Linked DNA regions of Zea mays: regions 2 and 3 are each linked to region 1. Evidence: chromatin contacts called from public Hi-C data. All regions are on one chromosome and are shown on one strand. The core of a region is the stretch at or near the end of the contact, and the rest is flanking DNA. Distances in the headings are between cores, read along the strand shown.

Evidence for each region. Hi-C and Micro-C count contacts between places; a contact is called where the count stands out from the background.
Region 2: a Hi-C map of ear shows a contact between it and region 1, with 1.9 times the contacts expected there. The contact joins two enhancer-like sites. A contact is called at or near these places in 2 of 25 Hi-C or Micro-C datasets (ear and tassel).
Region 3: a Hi-C map of leaf shows a contact between it and region 1, with 7 times the contacts expected there. The contact joins the promoter of LOC103626605 here to the enhancer-like site in region 1. A contact is called at or near these places in 12 of 25 Hi-C or Micro-C datasets (ear, leaf, root tip and 2 more) and 1 of 3 datasets of contacts at active chromatin or transcription factors (leaf).

Annotation. Positions count from the first base shown.
Region 1 is chr5:80,730,669-80,735,201 of Zm-B73-REFERENCE-NAM-5.0, reverse strand. No RefSeq gene overlaps it. Among protein-coding and RNA genes, the nearest start is that of LOC100501287, 110 kb to the left of the region's middle. Within about 2 kb of position 1,546, at least 14 of the 20 cell types and tissues checked have an H3K27ac peak or open chromatin away from gene starts, as enhancers often do. A contact at or near this core is called in ear, leaf and tassel, where this site is marked.
Region 2 is chr5:80,514,920-80,519,290 of Zm-B73-REFERENCE-NAM-5.0, reverse strand. No RefSeq gene overlaps it. Among protein-coding and RNA genes, the nearest start is that of LOC103626605, 38 kb to the right of the region's middle. Within about 2 kb of position 2,175, at least 12 of the 20 cell types and tissues checked have an H3K27ac peak or open chromatin away from gene starts, as enhancers often do. A contact at or near this core is called in ear and tassel, where this site is marked.
Region 3 is chr5:80,477,841-80,482,034 of Zm-B73-REFERENCE-NAM-5.0, reverse strand. LOC103626605 (auxin response factor 5) reads left to right here and starts at 2,933. Exons shown (of 15, transcript XM_008647013.4): 1 at 2,933-3,500; 2 at 3,732-3,850. The coding sequence starts at 3,401.

The DNA of each region.
Region 1 (4,533 bases), core at 297-2,796:
TCTATCTGTCGCACTGGCAGATATGAGCAAATGGAGGAAGGAGTTGAAATAGACTCCAAACTAAGGTGTGGCTAACTCTAACGAGGACTAGGCAAGCATTTCAGGCTTGGCCGAACCTCGTGATAAAATCCTTTTGTCTGTGTGCTCTGCTCTATATTGTGTGCTATGCTTTTTATACTTGTACTTCAATACTTATATGTGGTACAAGCTGTCTTCGAAGTGCAGGGTATTTTAAGGCAGGAACTTCAATTCTGCTGCAACCAACTCGAAGGGTCTTTCATTACATGCGATCCAGTCTTCGAGTAGAGTAAGAATTTCCAGTTTTTAAGTGTTAATTTTTATTCGCATATTCACCCCCTCTAGGCGACATCTAGATCTAGTTTCCGGACAAAGGGAACTTTCAGTGAACCGGTGCTTGGAGACTTTCAGTGAACCAATGCTTCGAAGTTGTCGTACTGGCTTTTTGCAACCGAATTTTGGTACAATTGTTGCTTCCATACTTCCCTAGGCCGATCTCCATTCGAAGCCCTTTATGGTCGTTCTCCCAGACATTTTGGTCTGTCAGTGGATGATTCAGTATCTCATGATGATCTACGCTCCTGGTTGTCGCAAAGGGATCCGTTGCTAGGGACCATCCAGCATCATCATCTTCTTCGTGCTCAAGAGCGTATGAAACACCAGTCGGACAAGAATCGATCTGAGCGCGTATTTGCATGTTGGGGACATGGTCTACTTGAAGCTTCAACCTCATGTGCAGACTTCGGTCGCTAACCACAAATTGTCATACAAGTATTTTGGTCCCTTTCAGATACTACACAGGATCGGCGCGTCCCAATGCTTTGGTGAGCACTACCTTACCTGCAACTGACATTCAGTATGATGGTCCGATGGTCGCATTCCGATGAGGCCTTGGATACATGGGAGGATGAATGTGCTTTACGTCAACGTTTTCCCGATGCCGCTGTTTGAGGGCAAGCAGCTTCTTAAGATCGGGGGAATGTCAGGAGTCCGGAGCCAGCGGCGAAGCAAGACGCAGCTGCTCCACGGACAGAGCAGGAGCTGTCGAAGGAGCGCGGGAAAAGGTTTGCACGTCGTGGGCCAAAAGCTGGTAGCAGGCCGCCGTGTGCGCAGGCCCAATGGCCGTTTCTACTCAGATCTATGGGTTAACTGATGCTATATAATGGCATCAGGAAGACAGGAAAGATTTTGTCAAGACTGAGAATACAATTAATTATATGTTCCTTCTTCTCTGTATTCCTTCTCCTATCGTAGGTAGCGCAGGCCCAACGGCACGTCGGCATGGCAATGCTCCATCCATCCAGGCCCCAGCCGTTGCGTTGCGGCGGACGCGCAGTAGCCATCCACCGACTCGAGCTGTTTTAGATGCAGAGCACCAGACAAGCGTCAGCATCCGCGCAGTGCCCCCTCTGCCTCTGGTCTCTGGGGCTTCGATCTGCCCGGAGCGGACGTCGGAGCAGGTGCGGGACGGACGGGAGGCGCAATCATGCAGGCAAACAGGCGTTGCAGGAGGAGCTGTCTCCCAGTAACAGCAGCAAAAACTGTTAGGCTGAACCATCAAGGACAAGGAGGAGGGACCACGCTCCTCACTGTTCCCTGCCGTCCGGCGTCTGGTGATTGGCTGGGCCAGAGACCACCCGTACGTCCATCTCAAGAAAACCAGCCAAACCAATGGAAGCCAAGCAGGCTCTCTCAAGAAGCTGGCTAAGATTGCTCGAAGCGTCGTAAAGCTAGCTAGCTGGGGGACACGGAGCTCTCTCACTGGCATGGTTCCATGGTTAGATAGGAGTAGAAGCTGCCAAATTAAGAGGGAGGACACGTTAGGTCGTAGCAGTGCCGCCCGGCCAGCTAAGCTTCTGTACCCTGATAACCATGTGCATGCACTTGGGGGCATGGAGACTCAAATCATCAGCCATCGAAATGGGATTCTGGAGTGTATATATATACGACACGATCGAAGCACTGTGTGGTTATTTGTTTCTTTCTTCAACATACATATAGTCATATAGATATAGATTTACGTACATATTTGTTCTTTTATTCACCTGGAGTCCTCTTGGCCATTTAATTATACATGCCACTAGTAGCAGTATACTACTCTCTCTCTCTCCGTCCCAAAACAATATTTGCTTTAGGATGTTAACATGGATCCATACAATATTTGATATACGTGTATTATATATATATATATATGTGTCGAGATTCATTGTTATCCATTTAAATATAGACACACAGAATAAGAAAACTAAAATGTTATTCTAACTACCTTAAAAATAAAATAAAATCCAGCGATTTCCCATTAGCTATAGCGAGCTGGTTTGCTAGGTGCCATCCAATGAGGATATGTTATATATATACGCGAGAGAGGTCAATCCTGTAATGGTTACATATGCGGAGAAAATAAGCTAATAAGTAGCTAGGCCATATCCTGGTGAAGAGAAGCAGAATATATAAAGCCCCTCCAACCTGCTGAGGCTAGCCGCTAGTGCAGTTGCAGTGGCAAGCATGAGATGACACCACTCTCGTCTCCGCTTTTTAATTGCCGCTGCGTGCATGCAAGCTGTTACAGCCTCACGTACCTTCCTCACGAGCAATCAGTACGTGGTGGAAGGATTTGAAGCGGATTATTAGATATTAAGGGCTAGTTTGGGAACCACAATTTCCCAAGCGATTTATATTTTCTCATGAGAAAATGAACTAATTTCCCTTGGGAAAATAGAAATCCCTTGGGAAATTGGGGTTCCCGAACTAGCCCTAAGAGAATAAGAGCTTATATGATTAGTTGTGTTGTTGCTACTCATACAATACAAACGCGTATATATGCCTCTGTCTGTCTATCTATCTATCTATCTATCTATCTATCTATCTATCAGCCTGGCCAGGGATAGAAAGAAAGTTTTAGTTTGACAGGATAAGCAGGTCGATCCTCCTAGCTGCATGGATCTGCTATACTTGTACAACCAATGAACCAACGAGATGAGTGCAATGCAGTGGCGAATGGTCATCGCTCCAGCTGATCAATCGACCAGCTGCTAGCTGCACGACGCAACACGTACGTTATATGTTCTGTATAGTATCGTCAGCATTGCTTGCTGTAGTAGATATACTTACTGGAGCACTGCACACGATTGCAAGAATCCTCGTCAGCATTGCAAGAACCAGCGTGTACGTCGTAGATCGCTCGGTTAAGCTAAGGCAAAGCATGCTGTCGTGTCCTCACTTGCGTGCAAGCTGTGCATGCGTGATGCCCCCAGCACCCACACTACAGGAAAACGCCCAGTTTCCGACGGCCTAAACCGTCGGAAATAAGTCCTGAACCGTCGGAAGTAGTTACTTCCGACGGCTTAAGGCGGGTCCCGTCGGAAGTAACGCCGTAGGGGATACCCAGTCGGAAGTACCCGCGTTTCCGACGGGGCCGTCGGAAGTACATTTATTTCCGACGGCCAGGGTGGGACCGTCGGAAATAAAGTGAGGTGGGCCCCGCAGACGGCCGGCCGCCGGCGCCTGACGCCGTCACAGCTTATTTCCGACGGCCCCGTCGGAAATAAGAGGCCGTCGGAAGTAATTTAAAAACAGAGAAACAGAATTTTCCTGCTTTTTGTTTTACAAACAATCACACAAATTCAATCTGCACACAAATAATTCATCCAGAATCACATACAATACCACAAATATCCATAATTCATCGTTTCACATGAAACACACAATTAAATTCACAAAATGTTCACCCGTCCACAAATTAAAGCACAAGTTCACAAGTTCACATGTTCACAAGTTCACAATAACACAAGTTCCCAATACCACAAGTTCACAAGTCCATAGTACGAGAAAAACACAAGCAGACAGACTACTCAAATGGAGGAGGTTGATCAAATGGATGTGGTTGATTTGATCCGCTAGCTCCTCCACTGTTTAGAAGACCGTCCACAAAAGAAGCGACCGCATCTTCAGAGTCCTCATTTCCCGGAGTTAGCAAGTTTCCTGGAGGGACCTACAACATTCAAAAAAATGTGTTAGTAGTTAAATTCTTGTTATGCAACGTCAAAAGAAAAAGTCAAGTAATATAACCTGAGGTGCAGGTGTGGGCCAACTAAATTGTGGAGTCGGTACAAACTGCGGGATAGGTGGAGGAGGTGGCATAGTCATCGCTGAAAAATCTGGACGTTGCCCTAGTGCTATTTGCTGAAAGAAATTGAAAGCTATGTTACGAGGATATATTAGAAAATATGTGCTCCAATTATAGTAGAGGCTCACGAGGATCTAATTACCTGCATCATCTCCTGCTGTCGTGCAAATTGAGCAGCCCAGTACTCTTGTTGTTGCTTGTTATACTCCTCCTGCCGCCTCAAAGCTTCCTGCACCCGGATCAGCTCGGCGTTTCCTTGGGTACTAGAGCGAGGACCACGGCTAGACGACCTCGATGGACGAGACCTTTCAGGCCTCACCTGAGTCGAGTCGATAACACTACCAAACATGGGGTAACTAGAAAAAATAGAAAGAAGTTAAACACGCAAC
Region 2 (4,371 bases), core at 926-3,425, 220 kb after region 1:
ATCCTCTTACAGTTGCTGCCATAGGCAAGCTCTGATGAATGAAACCAGAGCGGAAAATGGGAAACACAACTCAAGCTCTCATGGCATGCATAAACCTATCTAAATTTTAGGTAAGCAGAATTAGGTTCAGTAAAATACTTGTCCCTCGAATAGCAGGGATAATTTCCATAGGATCACTAGATCTTATTTTTACGGTCACTACTACAATTGCAGTTATATTTGTTCCGGCAGACTACATAAATCTTACTTACTATCTTGAAATAGTAGGTTTCATAGATAGATTAATTGATCTTCTTGGTGCCTGTGAAGATACTTTAACTCTAGCCATCTTCTCTTCTGTTCTGTCCAATATATCTAAGCATGTTGATGGTGCAATTTCTGATGAAATTTGGCAAGACTTATCATGAATCAAATTGTAGATCTTTTACTTACAGAAAATGAGCAATGTATGAAAATATGTTTGCAAGACCTGCATCTTTGACAAAGGTTGGAAAGTTGAAGGTTGTTGAGACTATGATTGAATTAGGAAATGACAAGAAACTTCTTGTGCTTGTAGACAATGGTTTTGAGATGTCATAGCACCACGCGATTACCACGCTAAAAACATTAAGTGAACTTGGTGCTTGTCGGTACCCTGAATCAGGGGTACCCCTTACTACAGTATGAAGGCACGGTGCTCGTGCGGCAATCTCTAGCCGCACGGTGAACAGCACCCGACCCCACCACATGGACGGCTCCAGGGGCGCCACGTGGCCAGAAAAGATGATATATCCCAGGGTGCAATCAGTTGGACCGGACTTCTACGAGGAAGCACTGGACCCCTGTACGCACAGCCCGGACCCCCAAATACGGTCCGGAACTCCCAAGTAAGCGTGACGGGTCCCTTGGATGGGGTCCGGATCTCTCCGAGTAGGATCCGGGCCACCCATAGCAAGGTCCCGGGACAGGGGATACCCTGGCCTAAGCAAGGGTCCGGTACTGACACGTGTCCAGGCTTTATCCTGTGCGCATGCGCTCCCCGCTCAGGCGGAGACCCGATGCTGCCACATGGCTTGTTGCCCGTGACGTAAGCCAGCGGGCGGAGCCTGACGTAAGGCCTCTGGGCCGCGCGGTCTCTGCATTTATTGCGGAGAGGACGCGCCGCCTGTCCACCCTGCTGACGGGCAATGTGACGCCTCAGCATTTATTGTGACCTGTCCAATCAGTTGGCAGGCGGCGTCCAGGCCATCCTGCAGGCGGCGTGCCTGTCCAGTCCATTGCCAAACAGTACGCCCATGCTGCAAGGTGCAATGTGGCCATCATCACTTATGCGTTGCCAGGGAAGCTTCCCCTGCACGCCAATACCACGCAGATCGCAGATGTCAGGGTGCAAGAAGATTGCTCCAGCAGCTCCAAGTATTACATCCATTATATTCCTGGGCCCACATGTCGGGGCTCAGCACCCTTGTACGCGCCCCCCTTGAGCTATAAAAGGGGAGGCATGCAACGTTACAAAGGGACACACTTGGACACACATGGAGACACTTAGACTGAACTTAGACTTAGACCCAGCTCAGGCTCACAGGTTCATACGAGCTCTAAAGCTCAATACATCACACAATGGAGTATGGTATTACGCTCCGGTGGCCCGAACCACTTTAAACCCTTGCGTGTTCCTGAGTTTATCGTTCATCTACCAACAGGCAAAACGCTTAAGCCCCCTACTCATCTTAGGATTTAGGGCGGGTGTACTCCCCCACCCGGCCAGAGAATTCCCTCTCCGACAGTGCTGAAAGGGCAAATAATACAAGGGTGCAAGACCTTATGGAAAGTCTTATATTTGTGTTTAATGTAAAAAAATAAAGTAAATTTATGAATAAGTGAGTGTTTAAATCTTGGTAGTTGACTCCACATTTACATTCATCTAATCAATAGAAAACATATATTTTGTGTTTTATTATAACAAAATTCATTCTATATCCTGTATAAAAATTATAGCAACGTACTGTCATATAACTAATTTTATAAAGGTATTGTCTAAAATCTATAAAAATACCGCCCTAAACTAATTTGTGTTTCGTGTCGCAAACTGCATGCGCAAATAAAATAAAACCACCGCAGCCCTGTGGCCCCGTCCCGAACTCCTGGCCTTTGGCAGGACGCAGGAGGTTTCGACGACCGTGCTTGTGAGCACAACTCCCGAGACCCACGAACGAGCAGGAGCAGAGACCGGGCACGCTGACGCAGACACCGAGGTCCGCCACTCCTCCTCGCCGCACAGTACTCCACTCCTTTGCTAAAAAAATACAGTATATATGGAATTATAAGATGCACGCTGGTTAAAGCAGTTCACGATTGACCGTGAATGACATTCATATTTATAATTTAGAATTAATTTATTATAAGACTCATATTGTAATTAATCTAATAGTATTTGTTTCATATCATAAATATTCCAGTATTTATTTTTAGTTAGTCGACCTTCACTTAAAACATGACATTGTAGTTTTTTTGGGGGTGGAGGGTGTAGATAAATGTACTAACGCGCTACTCTATATATTATTTAAAGATGGAAATGAGTATAAGAAATTCGAATACCCGTGTTTATTAATACAATCCTAACAATATATAAATATAATGCGTAACACCAACACAAATACAATACTTTAACTTAGACAATATCCAGCAGACTTCTTATCCCACTCTATATCTTGCTCCATATTTAAAAACTTCGCTCTACCAACAGTATAGTAATATACTCCCTCCGGTGCAGTAAAAGAAGTCATCCTGCGCGTGCACAAAAAGAAGTCATAGCGCGCGTGGGTCTGGGATTTGGACGTTGTTGCCCCTAGTAATTGCACAAAAAAAGATGCATTTAAGAGGAATCGAACTTAGACCTCCAGTCTAGAATGCCTTGGAGCTGCTGCAGCAACCAATCAAGTATGATTGTTTTAGTGACATTAATGCACCCATATCCCTATTTAATAGGGGCAAACAGGGAAAAATCCATGATAATTAATCACTCCTTGGTATGCACAATCATGTCCTAAACGACTACCTTTACTGCACTGGAGGGAGTACAACAGTATTTTGCAGGATTATTTACGTGGCCTTTTGGAAATGGTCTTCTTGCATGGAGACAAAAATGACTAATGAATGCGCAAAGGAGAGTGTTTAATGTTTAGGGAGGATCGGAGACCCGAGGCTGGCTGCCTGTCATCACACAACGACACAACACAATCCCATTCCATTCCGCTCCGTCCCGCCCGACGACGGCGGCGGCGGTCGCATGCGTTGCTTCGGCCGCACTGCACTGCTCTGCTGCAGCGCGAGCAGCAGCCAGCAGGGTGGCCAGTGGCCGAAAGCCATGGGCGGACGGATTGGATTGGACCAGACGACAGACTTGGAGACACGGAGGAGCTGCTGGGATGCTCATGCACAGACGAGAGAAGAGACGACAGGAAGTGCTAGGAAAGCCGGCGAGCAAGGGGCGGTGTGTCCCCCGGCGAGGCGGCAGCCAGGCGGCGGGCCGAAAATGCTGTCGGACGCAGCAGCCACTCACCGGCGCGCCCTGCCCCTGCCACACGCGTCCCGTCAATCATTCCCTGTTGCCTACACGCCTGCCTGACTGAGTACGGGTAGCCTGCTGCGGCTACGGTGCTCCTCTCCTGCTCTGTGGTCTCTCTCTGGACCCTATGCAGAGCATGCCTGCCTGCCGCGGTGCAGAGAGATCGAGCCGGAGACGGGCGACACTTCGCAGTGTCCCTTTTCCTTGGCCTCCCCGCTCCGGCGGCCGCGCGCGACACAGTGGCCACAGGTACAAGGGCGGGCAAGGCTGGACCGACTCATTCACTGTCTCCGGCTTACCATTGCTATACCTCTATAAACTTCAATATGTAAATAGTATAGAATAATAAAAAACAGTTTTTAAGTAAACTATGAGTAAACTGCTAAATACAGTCTTAAATTATATAGTCACGTAGATGTAGTCATACGTGAAAAAGTACAATTATAAACAATGTACGTGTATGTGTATTTAGACGAGAAGCATATAATAAGTGTAAGTGGACTTCAACAAACAACCAAATTTGATGGTGAACACGAGACAATGCTTTGCTATAGACAAGTTCAGTTTGCCGTACAACATATAATAGCGTATGTCTAGTATGTTGAATTGTCTTGTGTTGAATTGTACCATATGATGTATTACGAGGGAATATCTCTTCCCCTCTTTATATAGTATAAAGTATAAAGGTGTCGGGTACCATAATTAGAGGTATCCGGGTTATGTCCATAAACATAGCAATAAACATACCAAGACACCTGAGTACAGGGAATCACAGAGCAAAACGCTCTCCCTAACCTCCAAGGTCATACAAAACCAAATCACGA
Region 3 (4,194 bases), core at 1,684-4,183, 250 kb after region 1:
GCAGACTGCTGGTCGGCTCGTGCAGTCATGTGTCGGCAGATGGCACGCTCGGTGGACGGCCGCGCGCGGCGCTGCCAGCTCGGTCCCCGCCGTGGACGTGGACGTACAGCACGGCTGCTGGGCTTCTCTGGTCGAAGACGAAAGAGTGGCGCCGTTGTCCGCATCCCCGGTCGGTGCCGGTGCCGGCGCCGGCGCGGCGAGCTCGATCGGTACCGCCCGCACGGCACGGCACGGCAGCGTTGCGAGCCTGGACGCCATCGCCAGTGTGGCCGGCCAGGCACTAGTCGCGGGCACCGACTTTGGCTGTCCTGTCAGAGCGGGGAGGTGCACGACTGCACGGTGCACCCGGCCGCGCCCAGCGTAGAGTAGAGGTCGTCGAGTCGTCGCGACCGAAGGTGCTTGGCCATGCCCATGCGGCGGCGGCGGGCTCGGACGGCGCGGCGCCATCGTCGTCTCCTGCACTGGGCCGAGGATCATGCATGCTGGCACCACGCGCTGTGCCTGTACGTGCTTCTGAACTGCAACCACCGCCTGTTGACCATGGCCGACATGGCCCCCAACCCCAACCAAAAGATCCACAGGCGGTTGCGCGACTCACCTTTGGCTTAGCCTGGCCGGGACTCGACGTCGACGAGCAGCGCTGCGACCCCTGGCGGAGCGCAGAGGCTGAGGGAAACCGGTGGAGGAGAGCCGACGGCGGGCGATGCCAGTCCGGCGGGATTCTACGAATAACATACATCAATTCCCGGGGATCACGGAGCGAGCGAACGTGGGGGGCGATGGTGAGCACGGCAGGAGTACAAGACTCAAGATCCGAGTCACTTCCACACGTGCGAAATGCATATAGAATTTCGCTCATTTTTCACATTAAGAATGTCAACCATAGACCCATGGCCGGAGTCAAAGACCGGTGATAACTGATAAATGTATGTACAAGTGCATGTGCATGGCAGGAGTATATGAGGTTGTACGTGAGTCTTTAGTGCATTTAGGTTACACGTGAACTAACAGAGTTCACAAAAACTTTTGAGAAAATTCATACATATTTTTCTGCTATACTTCAATAATATATAAAACTTCAAGTTCAAATTCGTATCACGTGAAGAGTAATAAAAAAAACAATTTCTGACAAATTTAAATTAGAAAATCGGTTGATGTTTTGTTTGGATGTCGATATTGGAGGGCATAGAATTGGATTTGGTTCAATACAAAATCAATCATAGTATTGAAAATGAGATGTAATACCAATTCCATTGTTTGGATGTCAATGAATTGGAGTTTGTAATTGTGTGGTCTAATTCCACGTGATACAGATGGGTGACGCTCAGTATTGAGTCTCTGATTCCAAATCTTAATTCTGTGTGCAACCAAACAACATAATTTAGGAAAGCTGACTCAAATTCCTAATTCTGTTCTCCAATATCGACATCCAAATGAGCTATAAAATGTTCTTTTTATTACAACTAAAGTATAACGAATTTAAACTTGAAATTTTGAATATAGCTGGGGTAGGGTGGAAAGAATATATATGATTTTTTCCTGTTTTTTAAACTTTGTTAGTTTATTTACAATTTATGTGTACCAAATGCTTATGTACACTGGATATGTTCTATTCTAACTAACTATATATATATATATATATATATATATATATATGAATAACCATTATTTTAATCTATAGTCAATATGTAATCATTTTTCACATGAGACTAGTATTTTATTGCATCAAGCATTTATTATGAGCCATGTACTTTAGTCTTTGTATCAATTCCTTGTCCTAAGTCAATTCTCTCTCTCTCTTGTGTTTGGTCAAACTTATAGAAAAAAGAACACATATTTATAACAGAAAATAAGTAACATTATAAGAGTATATTTTATAGTGTATCTGATGACACTAATTATTTGGTTTCACAGACCTTACCGTTCTTTTCGATAAGCTCGATCGAACTTAAAACATATTAACTCAATGTAGCTTTAAGAAATGTTTTATTCAAAAATAGAGGAAGTATTCGATCATTTTGTTGAAATAAGGTTTAGACAAATCCAATTAAAACCTACACCAAGATAGTTACCCACAGTATGGCTGGCACGGATTGGCGTAGGTGACCTCGTAACAATTTATATATCTCACCGTAACGTAGAGCATACTGGACGAAAATAAACAATATACTCGCTCTATACTAAAATATATTCCCTCTGCTCCAATTTAAAATCCGTTTCAACATTTTAATATATTCATACAATAATTAATATATGTGTTTTATATATGTGTCTAGATTTATCATCATCTATTTAAATATAAACATAAAACGTAAGTGCTAAAAGGAATTGTGTAGTAGAACAAAGGGAGTAGTTCTTTCTATATTATTTTTTTCTGTCCATATTAAAATAAATGATAATAAATATAGACATATATACAAAGACAAACTATATTTATAGGTTAATTAATAAATAATATTTGATTAGTATAAAACGAAATACATTTTGGGTGTTGTAGTATCTCGAATTCTCGTGGATCACCAAATTGATATTTCGGTGGGTTGGCATATATTTCCAATCAATAAAACACAAAAAGTCTTGGAATCAATAGAACGCTCGGTAGCAAAAATCGGATTGTTGTGTGTTGACATTTGCAAAATTCTGAAAATCCACTACCGTGTCGCACTAACCAATACGCAGGGTGCTAATTTATCCAGATACCTTTATGAGCACACAAAGTCGTCAAAGTATCTCTCCTCACGGTAAACTCGCTGTCATGGTCACTGTAACACAGCCCATTATTGGTCATGTCCAAGGAAATAAATAAATAAAGCTTACGATGTCATGGAGGCGTAGGTTAAAGCATATAAAAATATCTTTAGAAAAAAAGCTTTCACTTTGAGGGAAAAGATTTTCGTTTTTAGTTAGGACTTACGAGTAGAAACGCTGGGGCTGGGCTGGGCTGAGCTGAGCCGAGCCTGCGAGCTGCAGAGAGTAGGAGCAGTAGAGGACATCCTCTTCCTGTCGTCCACCCTCCTCTCTCTCTCCACTCGCGCAAGAAGACGAGGAAAAAGAGGGAAACAAGGAGCGTTTCGTTTTAACTCCCGAGGCAACGCACCAACTAGCCAGCCCACGCAGCTCAGCACCACCCCTCTCTCTCTCTCTCTCTCTCTCTCTCTCTGCGGGAAGACGGCCCTTGGTCTTCGTGAGCTGCTGCTCGCGTTGTCGGGGAGGCGCCGCCACGCCGCTCGCCTCGCCTAGCGCCGCGTCCGGATTCCGGAGCAACAACTCCTAGGCAGGTAGTAGTAGTAGCCTAGTAGGTTGTGAACGACCCGGCCGGCCGGCGGCGCGGTGCAGCGTCCCCGCTGCTCCATGCCCGAGGGCCACCAGTGAAGCTCCCGCGTGGCCACGCGACGCGACCATGAAGCAGTCCCCGGCCAGCTCTGGTGTCACGGCCGCGCCCGTCGTCCCTGCCCCCGCGCCCGCGGCCGCCTCCACCGGCGCGGCGCCGCCATGCGAAGGTACCTCTTCTACCACCACCTTCCTCCTGTTTGCGCTTGCGGCGTGCGCATGACGCCGGCCTCGACGGAACGCCGCGCCCGTCTGTCGCCGGCGCGGCGGGCGGCAGTTCGCGTGTTCGTTCGAGCTGCGTATCATCCGTCCCAAGCTCAGAAAGGCGTCGCCTTTTCATGTGTTGGGTTTGTTGTTGTTGTGTCGCTGACGCCAACGCCGGCGTCGCCGTGCGCCCGCAGGGGAGCGGAAGGCGCCGGCGATCAACGCCGACCTGTGGTACGCCTGCGCGGGCCCGCTCGTGTCTCTGCCGCCGGTGGGCAGCCTCGTCGTCTACTTCCCGCAGGGCCACAGCGAGCAGGTGAGTGACACCGCGCTCTCCCTCCTCGTCCCCGTGCTGCTCATGCTTCTCCAGGCAACGGTCGCTGCTGACGCCATTGCTGCAGCCATTGGGATGCTCTGTTGTTTTAATAGGCTGTAACATCCGCTGATGGATGCTTTGGTCATCTTCTTTGGGATCATGTGACCACATCTTCAATTGGTGGTTACCGATATGTCGGTGTTCTCTGTTATCTGTGCAGAGTTTGTGGTTTCATTGCGATTTCAGGTGGAAAGTTGTGTTTTTTTCCTTCTACTGTTCATTCTGTGAGTTTTTGCTTCGTGTCGAGTTGATTTTACTAAAATGTTTTTATTTTATAAAGGAAA